Regions from separate parts of the Sus scrofa genome. Here regions 1 and 3 are each linked to region 2. A link is a contact called in public Hi-C and HiChIP or PLAC-seq data. All regions are on one chromosome and are shown on one strand. The core of a region is the stretch at or near the end of the contact, and the rest is flanking DNA. Distances in the headings are between cores, read along the strand shown.

Region 1 (2,700 bases), core at 105-2,604, 120 kb after region 2:
AAAAAAAAGTTTAAATATCAGGACAGGGCTCCAGGCTGGGCATTTTCTTTCTTTCTTTCTTTCTTTTTTGGCTGCGCCAGAGACAAGTAGAGATTCCCAGACCAGGGATGGAACCCGCATCAGAGCAGCGACCCCCACCGAGCCGCGGCAGTGACAAGACCGGATCCTTAATCCGCTGTGCCCCAAGAGAACGCTAGGCATTTCTTTTAGCTCACTTAGGCCTCCCCACAGTGCTAAGGTATGTATGTTTATCGCCATTAGACGTGAGATTAAGAAATAAACTGCTGAAGGTCCCAGTTAGTAATCCGTCCTTTGGAATGCAGGGTGATGGCAAACCCACAGGCTTTCTTTTTCGTTGTCAATGCTGCTGATATACTGAAAAGGCCTTACCCTACATATTTAACTTCGGCAGGAAAGAAATTGGCTACAAGATTACCTCCTTTCCTTTCTCAGAATACTGCTTAATATTTATAGTTTCTAATTTAGAGTAACAGCTTCCTGCTATATACGTTAACGATGAAAAATCCAAGGAGGTTAGATGGCCAATTTCCTAGTGTATTAATTTCGGGCATTATTTCCTGAACTTGACTTACTCCAGTTCTGGGGGCTTAAAGCCTCCCTGCTTTATTAAGGTCATTTTTTTTTTTTTTTTTTTTTTTGTATTTTTGCCATTTCTTGGGCTGCTCCTGCGGCATATGGAGGTTCCCAGGCTAGGGGTTGAATCGGAGCTGTAGCCACCCGCCTACGCCAGAGCCACAGCAACGCGGGATCCGAGCCCCGCCTGCAATCTACACCACAGCCCACGGCAACGCCGGATCGTTAACCCACTGAGCAAGGGCAGGGATCGAACCCGCAACCTCATGGTTCCCAGTCAGATTCATTAGCCACTGCGCCACCACGGGAACTCCTATTAAGGTCATTTGTTAAAGTCATTAAGGAAAATGACCCAGCTGTCAGATCTCCAGGGCTCCTTCCATAAGGGGTCGGGGAGCAGGGAGAAAAAGGTCGAGTCTACACGATTTTCAGGTCGGCCCCTGAAAACACGTTAACCTGTGAGTACTCATCAGGAATACGCCCATAAGACTGCTAACCTCAGTCGAAACGACGGGCATGGTCTCTACTTACTTTCGACTGGGGCAAACCCTCTGGCTAACCTGGGTCTGATTCGCCAGCAAGGCGTGCGGCACTGCCCTAACAGACCTTTTGGCGCCCCGGGCGGATCCGGCTCGCAGAGCCGTTGAGGCACCAGAGTCTCGCGAGATCGAGGGGGGGGGGTTGGCAGGAGCGGAAGAAGGCCGCGTGCACGCGCCCGAGAGCCGTTAGGGTGGAGCCCCTCCTACGCGGGGCGGGCGGAGTATATACAGTTGAACGCCGGTTGGTGGAGCCCCCGCGGGAAACGACTAAGCGCGAGGAGCGTGCGCGCTCACGTTGCGGCGACGGTGGCGGCGAGCGGCGTCAGAGCTTGGAGGGGGGGGCTGACGTTTTCCGGCGGGTGGCGGTGTTGGAGACGAGAGCTTGCTTAGCCGGTATCGCTTCTCTCCCAGGAACCCGACGGAGCGTGAGGGAGCGAGGGTCGCTTTGGGGGGCTGCTGCCTTCCACGTACGCGTCGTCTTGAGGAACGCAGCCCGGACTCTCCTGCAGCCCCTCCGGCTCCTTTTCCGCACGCCTTGAGGCAGCGGCGGCAACCAAGACAGCGTCTCACCTCCCCCAACCCCTTCCCCCTGCCCCCTCCCCCCCGCCCGAGAGGGCCCGGTCTGCGCCCCACCCCGGCCCGTCCGCCCGCTACGCCGCCGCCATGTCGGCGCAGGCCCAGATGCGCGCGATGCTGGACCAGTTGATGGGCACCTCCCGGGACGGTAAGTCTCTGCCACTGCCCCGGGGGTGGGGGAAGGGATCGGGAAAGCGAGGGGCAGGGGTTCCGCGGGTGCACCTGGGCTTGCGTGTGTGGCTGAGTAAGGGGCTCCCAGATTGGTAACACGAGGTCCCAGCTCCTGTCCCATCCAATCATGGCTGGGCAGGCGGGCTTGGGGGGCGGTGACCGAGCGGATTGGCGGGAACTGCTGCCAATGGGGTCAGGCGGGGCCTGGAGGCTGAAAGGAGAGTTGAAGCGTTCAGTGTTGACTTGGCTGGGACCGGAGAGCCCACGTCTCTCTTGGGTAGTCGGCCGGCCTGTTTTGTGGCTGATTGGGTACCTGGACCGCTAAAGCCTCCGTCCCCCTGAGCTAATTTCCGAACCCAGAGTTTTGGGATCATCCCTCGCCGCCGCCCTCCAGAGAATCCAGAGAGAAGTGACACCCCCTCTCCCCCGCCCCTCTTATCTGGGTCCGGAAAAACCTTTTTCACTAGGAATCCAGTCCCAGAGATGCACTCTCGACCCCCACAGAAACAACTGTTCTTATGGGGAAATCTGACCCAAACCATGGTTTCTTGAGGTGGGTGTGTTTGGCCCATTTTGTAAAAAGAAAGTGTTACGGCCTGTTTTTTCCGGGAGACCTCCATTTTGTTAGACAATTTAATAGAGGCTTTGTTCAGTAAATATTGACAAATCTTGCTTGTTGCCCAAGTAGAACCATTTTGAAAATGTGCCCAGTGAAGTAGAATTGAGGGAAACAACGATCCTTTTAGGCGCTTAGGTTAGAATTTGTGTAGAAAACCACTAATTGCTGGATGGATATCTTTTTGTCATAGAGAATGTCTAA
Region 2 (2,700 bases), core at 165-2,664:
TAATAGGAGGGATTAAAAAAACCATCTAGTAGGAATTTGTCTATGACATCACACTGACTCAGAGTCATTAATTGGTGTTAACATTGTTAATCTGGTTGATGAAATTAACAGCTGCAGATTTTAAATGGGCAATACTACTCATTATTTTGGACTTTACACTATTTTTTGAAAAAAATTTAAATAACTGATTTACAATTTGATGTTAGTTTCATATATGTGTTTTTTCAAATTCCTTTCTCTTACCGGTTATTACAAAATATTGAGTATAGTTCCCATTCTTTTATTTTTATTTTATTATTATTATTTTTTGGTCTTTTTGCTATTTCTTGGGCCGCTCCCGCGGCATATGGAGGTTGCCAGGCTAGGGGTTGAATTGGAGCTGCAGCCACCGGCCTACGCCAGAGCCACAGCAACGCTGGATCCGAGCCGCGTCTGCAACCTACACCACAGCTCACGGCTACGCCGGATCGTTAACCCACTGAGCAAGGTCAGGGACCAAACCCGCAACCTCATGGTTCCTGGTCGGATTCGTTAACCACTGCCCCACGACGGGAACTCCTAGTTCCCATTCTTTTAAATATGAATTCCAATTAGTTTATTACAGGCGTGCCTACAAGGCATTCCCAAATAAGTCTCCTCCCTTATCCGAAATGGGTCATTTAGTATTCTGCTTTCAAGAGAGTACATCCCTAAAATGCCAACAAAACAAACTGTTGGGAAGGGTTTTTTTTTTTTTAATTTATAAACAGCTTAGACTTTATGAACAAACCCAGAAGTGTTCATTTGTCTCTTCAGTTTCCAAACTGCACAACGTTACTGAGCATTTTACGACCGTGTCACACAATTTCTGCCATAGCCGGGCGAGAAAAACAGAAGCCGGTGTAGGAAAGGGAGGCCTGTGGCAGTTAGTGTCGCGCTTGGCGCAGAGAAGTCGCAGAGCGAGTCCGGCTGGAGTTAGCCATTTCCTTTCTTCCCTGATACTTCGGACTGCGGGCGGACTATGTGGGCCGACACGGAGCAGGTCCAAGCGTTCGTTCCTCTGCCTTTTCCCCGCATCCCCAACTCTGGAAGCGAGGGCGGGAGGCATGTGCTGGGCGCTACCGGGCGCCATGGTTAGGTCGGTCGTAGGCACATCCGGACTTCTGCCCTCGGTCGAGCCCCACGCGCGCTTCCAGTTTCCCGAGCGAATGGAAAGCTTCTTAGGAAACCCCAGACCCCTCCTCTTGAGGAAGGGCGCAGACGGCGTCCCCGTTTCCAAGGAAACTAGGCCTGCCATGACGTCACTTCCGCTGACCTGTCTGGACTCCAGACTGTTGGGAGAAAAAGAGGAAAACTGAGCCACAGCCACGACAGTGGATGCGAGCGTCTGCCGTCTGCGCATGCGCCCGCTCAGCGGCCTGCTTCTATTTATGTGGGGGATCCAACATGGCGGCTGCGGCGACCCTGGCGATGGCGGTGCAGCCCATCAGAACGTAGTGGCGGGGAAGGGGGCACGGTCCGCACTCACGGTGGCGTCGGCGGAGACAGCTGAGGGTGGTGGAGGGAAGAAAAGCGACGGAGAGCAAAAGGAAGGGCAGGCAGGCAAACAACTCGGCGAAGAAACGAGCGCCGGCTCGAGCGAAGGCAGAGGGCCAGAACAGTGGGGATGGCGGAGCCACGCAGAGTAGCGTTTATTAGCCTGTCACCGGTGAGGCGGCGCGAGGCCGAGTACCCGGGGGCCGAACGCGAGCCCGAATACCCTCGCGAGCCCCCCCGGCTGGAGCCGCAGCCGTACCGCGAGCCCGTCCGGCCGGAGCAGCTAGCCCCGCGGGAGGCTGCCCCCCGGTCGGACGCGCAGCCCCCGCCGCGGGAGAAGCCGCTCCCCCAGCGCGAGGTCAGCCGCGCCGAGCCGCCCATGTCGCTGCAGCGCGAGCCCCCGCGGCCCGAGCCGCCGCCGCCGCCGCCGCCTCCGCTCCCGCAGTTGCACTTGCAGCCGCCCCCGCCGCGGGAGTCGGTTTCCCGGGCCGAGCCGCAGCAGAGGCCGCCGAGGGAGACCGTACGCCTGGAGCTGGTGCTCAAGGATCCCACCGACGAGAGCTGCGTGGAGTTCAGTTACCCGGAGCTGCTACTGTGCGGAGAACAACGGGTACAGGAGATTCCTCCCTCATCCCCCAGACCCCGGGAGCCTCAGGACCCGTCCTCCTTCCCCAGTGGTTTTCGCCTTCCGACGCCCACCTGGAGCATCTCGGGTCGCCCCGGAGGGTGGCTGGAGGGGGCAGGGGCCGAGCGGGTGGGTGGGTGGTTGGTGCTGCTTTCCTCTGCTCCCTAGGGTTGGCCGTGGTTCCCACCGGGCTCCATCGAGCCCCCCTCGTGAGCCCGCTCCAAACGCCGTTCCTAGCCAGCTTTTTCTTTTTGCTTTCCCCACAAAATCTGGGGGCCCTGCAAGTTGCGTTGTTGGGTTATGCTGGGGGAGCTCTAGCAGTGCTTTCAGTAGAAAGGAAGAGAAAACCTTGGGGGACACGCCCCCCAGTCTGAAGCAGAGAGATTGTGTAACCCCTCCAATATCATCCTCACCTTCGTCGTTATTTGTTGTGCTCAGCGTTGAGATGTGCTTCGGAGCCTGGGGTATTTTTCTCAATTGAAGGAGATTTAAAAGTAATCTAAAAATTTTTCAGATTAAAGATTCCACTTTAGGAATGAAGGATAAGTGGGTTAGTTATC
Region 3 (2,700 bases), core at 39-2,538, 100 kb after region 2:
TGAACAGAACCAGAAAATTAACTCCTAATTATTTCGAATTAACTAATTCCTAATGAATTGAACTACTTCCTGCCGCCCCATGTTTACCACTGGCCCGCCAACACAGAAGGCCATGTAACCATTTCTGCCTGACTCCTGGCTCTGCGGAAATGGCCTGTTTCAACCGGAAACAGAAAATGACCGCTACCAACGCCACCTAGCGGCAGGCTGGGGCCGAGCTAGCAGGTAGGAAAGCCGCAATACCGGAAGGGGCCGGCTGTTTCCTGTAAAAAACGCAAAGGAGCAGAAGCTCGGAGGGCCAATCTCCCAGATTCCCCAAGCGTTTCCAGCGCCTTCGGCTCAGCGTTGTCGTACGTGCCCTTTTGCGCAGGCGCGGGGGCTGTCGCGCAGGCAAACGCATACGCAAAACTGTGCGCGTGCCCGTTCTCCGTCCGGCGCATCGGTGCTATTTCGAGGGTAAAGCCTTTGGAGCTGTAACGCGAATTTGGTTCTCTGAACTACAACTCCCAGCATGCCTCGCCCTTTATATTGGTGCTAAGTGTGATCTCCTAGGATAGGTCAAAAAAAAGACCTAAGTGACGATGACGTACAAAGCAGGAAAAAAATTGAATACGTTGTTTGAGCACGTCTTTCGCAGCAGCCCCAGTGGCCTAATGGATAAGGCATTGGCCTCCTAAGCCAGGGATTGTGGGTTCGAGTCCCATCTGGGGTGGTTGAAATTTTAGGTGAACTTCTCAGTGAAACTTTTGCCTCTTCCCCCTTACACATAACTTTAGTGACACATGCTAACTTTTTAACGATGAGAAAAGTGTCTACGATTTTCTTCTAGGTGTGGGGCTAGTTTGCGAGAATCAACATACTCCCGTTTCCTTGTCTGAGCCGCAGTCCTGTTAAGATCTCTAGGAAGTCAATATGCTGAGTTTTGATATTCCCTCTAGAAACAAAAAAACAGATATATCTTCTCAGCTTTCTATTTCAAATCGACACCCACTTCCGACATTCCCTCATTTTCTCCAGACTCAGCGGCCGGTCAGTTAATGGCGTCTGAAGTGACGCAGTCAAGAAAGGACCTCCTTTTCCCTCGCCTGACCTTTCTCCAGGGTATTCAGTTACACTCGGCTTTCGTTTGCTTTTCTCTTAATTCCTTAAGGTGTCGCTCGACGTTCGATTAATAATGCTCCTCAAAGAAGGGAAGTGAGACATTCCACTGCCCTGCAATGAATAGGGGGAGCCAGCAGTCTGTTGCGACCGTACCACTAATCGGCAGGGCGGGGGGTGGGGAGCAGGCGTAAGAGGGGCCTCAGGGCGCCGCCCCGCCCCGGTCTCCGAGGACAGGAAAATGGCGGCCTTAGGCTCACCCGTGCGCACTTGGCGAGGCCTTCTACGGGAGCTGCGCTACTTGAACGCGGCCACGGGCCGACACTATCGTGACACCGCGGCCTATCGGTACCTCGTGAAAGCTTTCCGTGCACATCGGGTACGGAAGCCAGTGTCCGGGTGCTCCAGCCTCCGCTTTCCTGGGAAGGGAGGGAGAGTCGGTCTGGGCGGAAGTGCAGCGCTCCGGGCTTGAGCGCTCATTTCTGAGGCCCTGCTTCCCTGCAGAAAGCTCCAGCCCCTCGGCCTTGGTCTGCAGCCTAAGTCTGAGAGCCAACCCAGGGTCCAGGGAGAGCAAGATCTTCCTAGGGTGGAATCGCCCCCTGAGGATTTTATTGGCATGTGCGGAGGGGACAGTGAGAAGAAACTGAAGTGGTGGAAAGAGGGACAAAAGATATTTTTGGTGGGCAGTGTAGGGTCACTAACCACAGGATCTATCCAACCCTTCTCTTCCCCTAGGAGAGCTATTCTGAGAGGCAGTTTTTGGTGCAGAGCTTCTCGAAGAGTAGGGAGTTCCCATCGTGGCTCAGCGGTAGCAACCGGACTGGTATCCATGAGGATGTGGGTTCAATCCCTGGCCTCGGTCAGTGGGTTAAAGATCCTGCATGGCCATGAGCTGTGGTGTATGTGCAGACGTGGCTTGGATCCAGCTTTGTGGCTGTGGTGTAGGGCAGCAGCTGCAGCTCGGATTAGACCCCTGGCCTGGGAACTTCCCTGTGGCACAGGTGTGGTCCTAAAAAGACAAAAAAGACACCACCACCACCACCACCACCACCACCACCACCACCACCCCCCCCGGCAAAAAAAGGTCAACTAGAAACCTCTACTGAGGTGGTACTGTGACTTACAACATTAACACGATTTATGGCCAGGTGCCGATTTTCCACGTGTCGGAGGTAAATAGGAACTTATGGGAGGCCATCTTGGAAAATCCCTTGAGAAATCTGCCCAACCCACACCTACCCCTTAAGCAAGATCAGACGGCAGATCATTTTTCTCAAATGGGGCAACTGAGGCTCAGGGACAGTTGACCTGTACAAGCACATGTGTAGGAACTACTAGAGTCTAGGTAACTTGGTTCACAAATAAGAGTCTTCCATTTAATTGCTTACTTGATCTTGGCTCTTGTCAGCTGAGTCGGCTCTCACCTGAAGGAAGGAAACTTAGAGTCCTTTGGGTGATGTCGGAGAACCCTTGTGCTTTTGATTTTTCTGAGCCATGGAAGTTAGAATGTAAAATGTTATGTGAGCCACACAGGAGGTCCAAGAATGCAAAATTTTAGAACTAAAGTTCAACTAGTTTTTAAAAGGCCACAATATTAGGGGC

Evidence for each region. A called contact is a pair of places that touch in the nucleus more often than the background predicts. HiChIP or PLAC-seq counts read pairs in DNA pulled down with a chosen protein or histone mark.
Region 1: a Hi-C map of skeletal muscle shows a contact between it and region 2, with 4 times the contacts expected there. The contact joins the promoter of LOC102162486 here to the promoter of UBN2 in region 2. A contact is called at or near these places in 3 of 47 Hi-C or Micro-C datasets (heart right ventricle, liver and skeletal muscle) and 1 of 2 datasets of contacts at active chromatin or transcription factors (alveolar macrophages).
Region 3: an H3K27ac HiChIP or PLAC-seq map of alveolar macrophages shows a contact between it and region 2. The contact joins the promoter of FMC1 here to the promoter of UBN2 in region 2. A contact is called at or near these places in 5 of 47 Hi-C or Micro-C datasets (embryonic fibroblasts, fibroblasts, heart right ventricle and 2 more) and 2 of 2 datasets of contacts at active chromatin or transcription factors (alveolar macrophages and skeletal muscle).

What each region holds. Positions count from the first base shown.
Region 1 is chr18:10,331,881-10,334,580 of Sscrofa11.1, reverse strand. LOC102162486 (putative RNA-binding protein Luc7-like 2) reads left to right here and starts at 1,354. Exons shown (of 11, transcript XM_013990780.2): 1 at 1,354-1,857.
Region 2 is chr18:10,449,957-10,452,656 of Sscrofa11.1, reverse strand. UBN2 (ubinuclein-2) reads left to right here and starts at 1,414. Exons shown (of 16, transcript XM_021079092.1): 1 at 1,414-2,125. The coding sequence starts at 1,646.
Region 3 is chr18:10,348,960-10,351,659 of Sscrofa11.1, reverse strand. FMC1 (protein FMC1 homolog) reads left to right here and starts at 1,288. Exons shown (of 2, transcript XM_005657736.3): 1 at 1,288-1,477. The coding sequence starts at 1,340. TRNAR-CCU (a tRNA gene) reads left to right here and starts at 640; the gene lies at 640-712.